Linked DNA regions of Mus musculus: all the other regions are linked to region 2. Evidence: chromatin contacts called from public HiChIP or PLAC-seq data. All regions are on one chromosome and are shown on one strand. Each heading gives the region's core, a stretch centred on a gene start, on an enhancer-like site or on the middle of the called end of the contact. The rest is flanking DNA. Distances are from core to core; before and after follow the strand shown. Region 1 overlaps Ltbp1 (latent transforming growth factor beta binding protein 1). Region 2 overlaps Ltbp1 (latent transforming growth factor beta binding protein 1). Region 3 overlaps Ttc27 (tetratricopeptide repeat domain 27).

The links. HiChIP or PLAC-seq counts read pairs in DNA pulled down with a chosen protein or histone mark.
Region 1: an HNF4G HiChIP or PLAC-seq map of pancreatic cancer cells shows a contact between it and region 2. The contact joins two enhancer-like sites. A contact is called at or near these places in 1 of 15 datasets of contacts at CTCF or cohesin (the NIH/3T3 cell line) and 1 of 115 datasets of contacts at active chromatin or transcription factors (pancreatic cancer cells).
Region 3: a FOXA1 HiChIP or PLAC-seq map of pancreatic cancer cells shows a contact between it and region 2. The contact joins two enhancer-like sites. A contact is called at or near these places in 2 of 484 Hi-C or Micro-C datasets (embryonic stem cells and ventricular fibroblasts), 3 of 115 datasets of contacts at active chromatin or transcription factors (the NIH/3T3 cell line, embryonic stem cells and pancreatic cancer cells) and 1 of 9 other capture datasets (embryonic stem cells).

Annotation. Positions count from the first base shown.
Region 1 is chr17:75,249,584-75,252,283 of GRCm38.p6, reverse strand. The region is part of intron 8 of Ltbp1 (latent transforming growth factor beta binding protein 1); the gene reads right to left. Among named protein-coding and RNA genes, the nearest start is that of Rasgrp3, 180 kb to the left of the region's middle. Within about 2 kb of position 1,438, at least 38 of the 459 cell types and tissues checked have an H3K27ac peak or open chromatin away from gene starts, as enhancers often do. A contact at or near this core is called in the NIH/3T3 cell line and pancreatic cancer cells, where this site is marked.
Region 2 is chr17:75,055,034-75,057,956 of GRCm38.p6, reverse strand. All of the region lies in intron 2 of Ltbp1 (latent transforming growth factor beta binding protein 1), which reads right to left. Among named protein-coding and RNA genes, the nearest start is that of Ltbp1, 51 kb to the right of the region's middle. Within about 2 kb of position 1,391, at least 45 of the 459 cell types and tissues checked have an H3K27ac peak or open chromatin away from gene starts, as enhancers often do. A contact at or near this core is called in the NIH/3T3 cell line and pancreatic cancer cells, where this site is marked.
Region 3 is chr17:74,818,076-74,820,978 of GRCm38.p6, reverse strand. The region is part of intron 13 of Ttc27 (tetratricopeptide repeat domain 27); the gene reads right to left. Among named protein-coding and RNA genes, the nearest start is that of Ttc27, 100 kb to the right of the region's middle. Within about 2 kb of position 1,533, at least 48 of the 459 cell types and tissues checked have an H3K27ac peak or open chromatin away from gene starts, as enhancers often do. A contact at or near this core is called in pancreatic cancer cells, where this site is marked.

The DNA.
Region 1 (2,700 bases), core at 189-2,688, 190 kb before region 2:
TAGATGTGGTGCCATTTACCACACCAATAGATTGACCATTTACAAGCTATGAGTACCAACAGAGACTTCCGCCTCATGCTTGCATGCTTGTTCTCAGTGTGCTTCCTATTGCACTAGCTGTATTCCTAGGAAGTTGACAGGAAACCTTTACTGTATTAACTGAACGTTAAGACTGCTTTGTATTATCTTCTAATTCGTTATTAAATATTCCCATCATAAGATGCATTCCCCTACAGATACTTGTTTCAAGAAACAGTGGGCTAACAGGGGAAACATTGGCATGTGGAAGTTGCTTCATTCATCCATTGGCCTCAAGTCCAGTGTTGTCCCCTACAATGAAGACACCAATGTGGGTGCCTACAGAAACCGGGACCTCAGTTGCGAGTCCTTCAGTGACAAAAGGATCATATTCAGCAGTCTCTTCAAGGCATGGAGCCAGACCAGATGACCTTGTCTCCCTCTGCTTAGGATTCTAAGCCAATTTTCTTCTAAAACTTTGAGGAGACAATCGACTTGTTCACACTAAGCACATCGCTAATAGATGATAAACTAGTTAATGAAACAATTTGTAGATTTAAAATTGAGTTTTCAATAGCAAAAAGAAAATTATTGACAATGAAAGGTTTTTGCATGAGGCTAAACAAAACTTCATTAAATGAAAGCCACGTGAAAGTTGAGGTTTGAACTATTTGGAGAAAAACAAAACAAAGTACAAACTAAACAAGGTCATGGAACCCCAACCATCATATATAGAAGCCAAGGACCGTCTGCTCTCTTCCAGCATGAATACCATTTAGAGAGTAGTGCCAAACAAGGGAAGGAAAGATCTTAAGAAGAATGTGACCTTGAGTGTGCTGCTTGCTGGTGAGTCACTTCAGACAGTATAAGCACAGCAAATGCCAGGATGTGAGAGTTCACCTCACTCCTCATCCCTACCACTCTGAAACCAAAGCCATCTCTTCAATTCAGACATCAAATGAGCCACGGGCTTATTTTCACCAACGTTTTTGTTAAAAAGGGCGACTCTGTACTTTCCCATTCCGCTGAAGTCATCGTCAGTACTGAGCTGTGGCGCTAACAACACCATATAAAGCAGTGGGTTCCTGCCCAGATGATGCAATGCTAGAAACAAATGGCTGGAGGTCAGGAATAATAATAGCCTTAGGAATTAAGGGGGGAGATGATGTGAACCCCTTTACTCCTAACATCTGTCACTCTCGGCTCCTTTGGAATTTAGAAAAGAGAAAAAAATAGAAATAGCTAAGATTGGAGAAAAGGCACAAAGCAGCCAACAAATGGAAAAAGAAAAATAAAGGGGAAGAAGAAAAATATATAAAGAAACAGAAGGAGACCAGAACGCAGGTTGGAGGATCCTCTCTCACCCCCATCCTTAGACCTAACAGGGGGAAACATGTCTCTACCACAACAGCATTAGACAAACACACATGACAAATGAATGGGGCAGATGGCAGTGTGCTTTTAGCCATTTAGATACAGATTCCAGGTTAATGACTCATCAGAATCAACAGCGAATGACAGCGGGAGGCAGTCACGTTTGTGTCACCCCAACTCTAAAACACCAAGTTCTTCAAATAATTTCAAATGTATCCCAGAGGTCCCTTCAGTCAGAGAACCAAAATAATTTAGGTAAACAGGTCTTTAAGTAATGTGGGATCGTTATCATTCAACCAGCCTGCTTCGTGGAAATCCATCTAACTAACCATCATCCGGCCCCCTTGGAAAATCCATGTGAGACATTCTTTGACTACTGAGGATCTCATGGGACTTTTTTCTCTCTTTAAGGAAGAACCAATGTTCACAAACTTTAGCAGGAATTTCTAACAAACGCTAAGTAGTGTCAACAAATTGAATGAATACTTCAGGTAATCAGAGACCCTGTATGTTTGAGAAACTAGGAATCAGAAGGGCAGACAAAGGAAGAGGTGGTTTACAGAAAATTACCATGCTGGGAGAGTAGTTTTAAAAAGACAAGTAGTAGGTTTTTTAGGTTAAACAAAAAGGTTTAAAGGGCAAGTGAGAAGTTGGAGAGATGGCTCAGTAGTTAAGAGCACTTGTTGCTCAGTTTCCAGCATCTACACGGTGGCTCATGCCATACATAACTCTACTTCTAGGGGATTTGACACTTTCTTCTGAACTCTGTGGGTACCAGGCACAAATGGGATACACATATAAGCATGCAAGCAAAACATGCATATATATAAAATAAAAATACTTAAAAGGGTTTTAAAGACAAGCAAGAGTATCAATTCAGTCGATAAATAAACATCATCTGACTGTAGCAAATGAGATGTCCCTTTAAGATGAGAGGGAGAGACAATTATAAAAGTCTTTATAAAAGCTTTATGAAACTGATGACTGAGAAGAAAAAAAGGAAGAAAAAGTCAGTTGGGGGGGGGGGAAGAACAGAAGTTTAATAAAACTCACCCTGAAACAAGTTAGTACTGCCTTTCTAAAATGTGTTTCTTTGAAATCTGTCAGAGTTAAGACTACATTCAAAGACAGAGCTATCATCTTTTGTAGAGAAGAGGGCAATGGATTGATGTAAACCTGGATTTATTCAAGTAACAGTTTCTGTAAAACACTCTGAGGGCTAATCACAGCGTGTTGGCACTAGGGACTGGGGCAGTGCAAAGCAGACTTAAGAAAAAGGGGCCACATATTAGGTTCAATAATTACACA
Region 2 (2,923 bases), core at 142-2,641:
CTCATGTTCCTCCAGCTTTAATTTTTCTGAGTGCTAATACTACAGATGTGCATCATCATCGTTACAGATGTGCACCATCATTACAGATGTGCACCATCATTACAGATAGGTATCATCCTTACAGATGTATATTATTGCAGGTGTATATTATCATTACAGATGGGCATCATCATCATTACAGATGTGCACCATCATTACAGATGTATATCATTACAGATGTGCACCATCATTACAGACGTGCATCATTATTACAAATGTGTATCACTATTACAGATGTGTATCATACTTGACTCAAATTGTTTTTCTTAAAAAAAGAAAGATGAGGTGTTGGAGCAAAGGCCAGGATTTAAAGCACATAGTGTTCTTACAGAGGACCTGAGTTCCATCCCTAGCACCTACGTCACGTAGCTCACGACCACATGTAACTTTAGTTCCAGGAGTCTGACCCCTCTCTGGTCTCCAAGGTTCCTGCACTCGAGTGAACATACCTACACACATACATACATACACATAATTAAAAGAAAAGTATCAAATGTAATAAGGAGACATATATTGACTGTTGGTAATAGATGTGTAGATGTCTGCTTTAACATGTCTAGATGTTAAACCTTTTGTATTTTTCTACTTTTCAAGAAAACTCAATGTTTTAATTATCAGACAAAAGGCAACTGGGAGCAAAATAAAGTCATGATAATAAAGTGGGGTCTGTTGCAGCTGGCAGAAATTGCCACCAAGACAAAATGAACTTGAGGCTTGCAGAATGTCACCATTTCAAGATCTGGGCGAACAGGGTGGGTTGCAAAAGTCCCTCTATCCTCACATCCCAGGCTGGCCTTGCAAAAGCACATTTGTCATTTGAATCCGTCAAAACTGGATCAATGCTCCATTTTGGGCCCAAATGGTAAACAGTTTCAAATTTCTCTCCGCTGGCAGCTACTCTGGGGTTGACAAAGATAATCCTAAAGTTCTCTCAAAGTTCAGTGACTTTATTTTTAGGAAGTGACCCATGGCCTGAAGCCCCGCCTCCTTTGCTTTTCATCTAAAAGCATAGCCCTTAGTTATATTTAAAGCCTGCCCCAGCCCACACAGCTCACTGTGACTCCCTGCCCCGTGCCTTTCTCTCCAAACAAGTTGCAGCATGTCTGCCACATATGTCCTGGGTGGAAATGTGAGCTGAGCTGTGTCTTCGATGATCTAAGGCAGCAGGTGAGAAGTTGCCCCCTGTGTGGCTTCAGGGCTCTGCCCAGCTGCCCTTTGAAGTTATTCAACACGAAGGAATATCAGAACACGAGAATCGTACGGTGAGTTCACAAGTTGACGACTGAGCTAACTTCTCCTGTACCAAACCCAAATAAATAATGTGATTTCCTTGTAAACAGCTCTGAGTCAGCATACTCCTCAATCCCTAAAGAGAAAAAGACTAGCATCATAACCTCCCAATGACTGACGTAGCCAGTCATAATGAATTCCACATAACTGAATCTTCTAGAAAGATGAATTTCACATTTCAACAAGCACCGAGTCGACTTTATAGAGTTTTCATCGATGTGGAAACCCACTCGAAATACATGAGATTGTGTCCGTGTGTATCACACAGTGTCAGTAGTAGGTCTGCTGGCCTCATCCCCACCTCTCTCTCTGAATCAGACTGGCACATCTCACAGCCTTTCTTGACGTTGAATACCCAACCACACGATTTGCCGTGCAAAGCGACAATTTCACCAAGTAGGTGGCTGAGTAAGTTGCCAGGAATGCAAGTACCCAAGGCCACATGCAGGATCAGAGGTCTCCAAAGCAGAGTTGCTCAGGGCCTCATTCTGGGGTTTGAGGCCTTCGTGTCACTCAGCCTCCCAGTGCTGTGAGCTCTACCCTGAGCTTAGCAGGAACGGAGATTCCATAGGATTTACTCTAACATGGGTAGTTAGCTAACATGGGTAGTTAGCTAACATGGGTAGTTATTTAACATGGGTAGTTAGCTGGGATGAATTTGTCTCTTCTGATGCTACCAATAACTGTCAGGCCAATGAGCTCCAGGGGTCTGGCTTCTGGGTCATCCCCACTCCATTCCCAGAACTGAAATTACAGACCTGGGCCACTGTGCCCAGCTTCTCCACGGATGCTGGGAATCCAAACTTAGCTCCTCATGCTTGCCCAGCAAGGCACTTTACTGATGAGCCATCTCTGCCATCCTGGCAGATGCATTTAGAGAGTGCCTTGGCAGCATGTTTCAGGGATTTCATACCCTCATTTCTAGGCATGTGCCCTAACAATGTAAAAGAAAAATTACTGTGCCCAGACATATGTTCTGCTATCCTCAGCAGGGTTATTCACACCAACAAAAAACTTCACAGGAATCATAAAAGGTTGACCAAATAGGGTTAGTGTAGAGCCACTGAAAATCAAAACTATAAAATGATACACGTTTCTAGAGTGTTCAGAGATTCTAGCATGAGTTAGAATGGTGAAATTTCGCTACTGACTCAGCCACTTCTCAAATACCTCAGAGTTAAACTCATTGCCCAGAGGGACTCTCTGAGTCCTCCCTCACTCAACGAGCATGCTTTGTACAGATGAGCACTTCTAAAACACCACGGCTCTAAAATCCCAAACTGTTAAAGTACCAACATGATAGATACCATAAGGAGAACAGTACATCTGATGCCATATGCTAGCTCAAACCGGAGATACATGAAAAATATCATACAGTACAACTTCCAGGCAATGTATGTAATATATACATCAGGCTTAAGTAAATTCCAACCCAGAAGATACTTCATTCTGTATATGCAGATATAACAAAATCCAGGAGAGAAAAATCCAAATGCAAGCATTTTTGGATCAGGATTGTTTATCCTGAACGTCAACTAGCCAAAAGCCTTCTTTGGGGTCCACTTTTGTGACAAAGGGATGAGTGTCAGTTAGT
Region 3 (2,903 bases), core at 284-2,783, 240 kb after region 2:
TTGCTATCAGCTGACTCACTACAATGTCTTTATTTTTTCTTTCTCAATGGAGGTCTTTAGAATCTGAAGAACTGTGGACAATGCTTAGCATGTCTTTTACTTTGTTTTTAAATTATTACTTAAATGCCCATTATCAATGATGACTGATGGGGCCAGTGAGATGGCTCAGCAAGTAATAGCATTTATCCCACAAACCAGACAACCTAACCTGAGTTTGATGGCCAGAACCCATGTCAAAAAAAAAAAAAAAAATCCAGCTGTGGGGAAACACATCTAAGGTCTACAAGCCTATTAGACGCACAGCCCGCATAGCCGGGCAGCTTTGTAAGCTAGCCATCTTGATACTCATGACAAGGGATGTACCTAAAGATGAAAGAAAAAACCAATTTCTGCAAGTTGTCTGCTGATCTCCACATGCATGCTAAGTCAGTCACACATGCATGTGTGCTCGAGTACAGGTGTACACGTACACACACACACACTGCGCGAGCACACACGCGGCACACACGCACCAATACAATATATATTAAATAAATGAGTCAAGATGCCTCAAAACTTTCACACAAGTCCTCAAAATACAGCTGAATTCTTTAAGCTCCAAAATTACTACGACTTAGCCCAGAGCTGTCAGGTGGGTAAGAAAGAGCTTAGCTTCATTACCTGCTCTGGTGGCTACACTTTTTATAAGTTTAATAATATTTATTTCTAGATATCCAAAATGAGACTGCTTCAACATGTTAATATATGAACCACTTGAGAAGTTTTATATCCGCCTTCTCCCTGCCAAGTCTTTTAAGTCTGATGTGTAACCAGGACTTGCAGCATTGCCTCTAGGAGACACAGCACTGTCTCCTCCCTTTAAAGTGAATCCACAGCCCTGGCTAAGGGACTACTGAAGTAGAAATTTCTGGTTTCTTTAACAACTCAGTCATGTCACGTGACTTTTTTGGGAAGCTATCTTGTGATATTTTACTGAAAACAAACACTTGAGAGAGCACGTGATGCCTAGAAAGAATATAAATAGAATCCCACAGACAGTGAGAGAGATATGCTCTTGCATTGTTATTTGTGTGACACTTCACTTCTTCACTGGTCTTCTTTAGACTTTGCTTTGTAGAGAGAAATGCATCAAAGAACCTCTTGTGGTATTCTGGCTGATTCTGGCCACTTCTACTGACTCATCCTGATTCAGCTAAGCCTTGCTGTTTATGTTGGACTGAGTCACCACTACTGATTTGTGTTTGGTGTTTGCTACTGAACTGGACTGCTGGTATCCTGACAACAAAGAGTGGAACTGCCTCAATGAACTACTAAACAGGTCTATAATTCTCTTTTGCTATTTTAACCTTCTTTTTTATCCCCTACCTCTGATCAGTGGGCTAGAAGGGAGGTTGAAATATTTAAGAACCCCAACTAAAGTAGGTTTTGAAAAATCTAAGAATACAGGTGGCACTCAACATGGCCTAGGCATAATGGGTAACTCTGCTACTTCTTGTATAGAGGAATAGGCAAGTTTTGATGGCTTAGCAATGTTGTGTAAGGAGGATGGCAAAATAAGAGAAACTGCCACTGGGTTGTTTCCTGCCTTGCTCCTGGAGGGGGTTCTCTGGTTTTGGTTCATAGGTTTCATGCATACCATTTTGAAAAAGATTATGGGGAAAGCTGAAAACTCAGAAGGCTCAGTCAATTCTCTTGGGTTAGAAAGGATTGCACGGTTGGCTATGCACTTAGAGTGTGTGGACAGAGGCTGAAGTGCTTGGAAAGCAAAAAGAGCCAGTGAGAGGAGAACAACACCACTGTTCGGCTTGGTGTCTGAGACAGAAATTTACCACACGATGAGAGAGGGAAGCAAACTAGGCTAGAAGACAACCTTGCCCTGCCCATGCACTTTGACTTATAGGTGCCCAGAGCACCTCCATGAGACAAGGGTTGAGGAAGAGCAAGAGGCACTACAGGGACAGGTTAGTATCCAGACAAGTGCACTGCCAGAGCATGTGCTTGGGGCTGCACAGGTACTTTCAGCTTTCCCAGGCTTTGTACAAATCTGATCTGATGATGTCATAATTGACGATGTTGTGTTGCTGCGTTAAGAGCTTGGGATGTGACTGAGCAGCCAGGGGGACAATCCATCTCATTCACTAAGGTAATACATGGCCCTGGGGAAGCCTTTATTGACTTCTTACAGATCAGGTTCAGCTATAAACAGACCAAATCAGACCCTGAAACCAGAGAGTACATTGACAGAGATCTTGGCATTTGAAAATGCAAATATTAAATGTAAGAGGTCAGTCAGTCCATTGAAAGCACAAGGAGCACCAATACACAAATGGATAAGAGAGACAATTGGTGCTGGCCTTCAGGAGCACCATGCCAATGTTATAGGAACCAAAATGCCCAGTGCTTTGTAATGAATTTGGTCATTTCAAGAAACTGTAAAAATAAAAGATTCAGGTCTCAAAATAGCAAGTGCATTAAGTCTGGAGAATATGGCATTCATAGACAAGAATAAGGAGGTTCTGGCTGCTATGAAACACAAAAGCTTCCAGGGTATTGTAGCCACTGTAGAAAGGGCAAACACTGGTCTAAAGATTGTAGGTCCAAGATATTCATAAGACATAACCTTACAGTTGGGAAACGAACCGAGCGGGCTTTCAGTTTGAGACCCTGGAGCAAACAATAAGAGCCATCTTCCTTTGGTCAGCCAGGAAATACCAAGTGGACAAGAAGATCAAAACTAAGTATTTCTGATCTTATAGATGCAGCTCAGGATCTTGCCAAAGATACATCTCTTACACTACCCCCCAAATTTCAATATTACAGGCTAACCACTGGTGTTTATGATCCTTTACTTTCAGGGATAGTAGGAATCTTGGGAAATTTTATTGTGCACCCAGGTATTATAA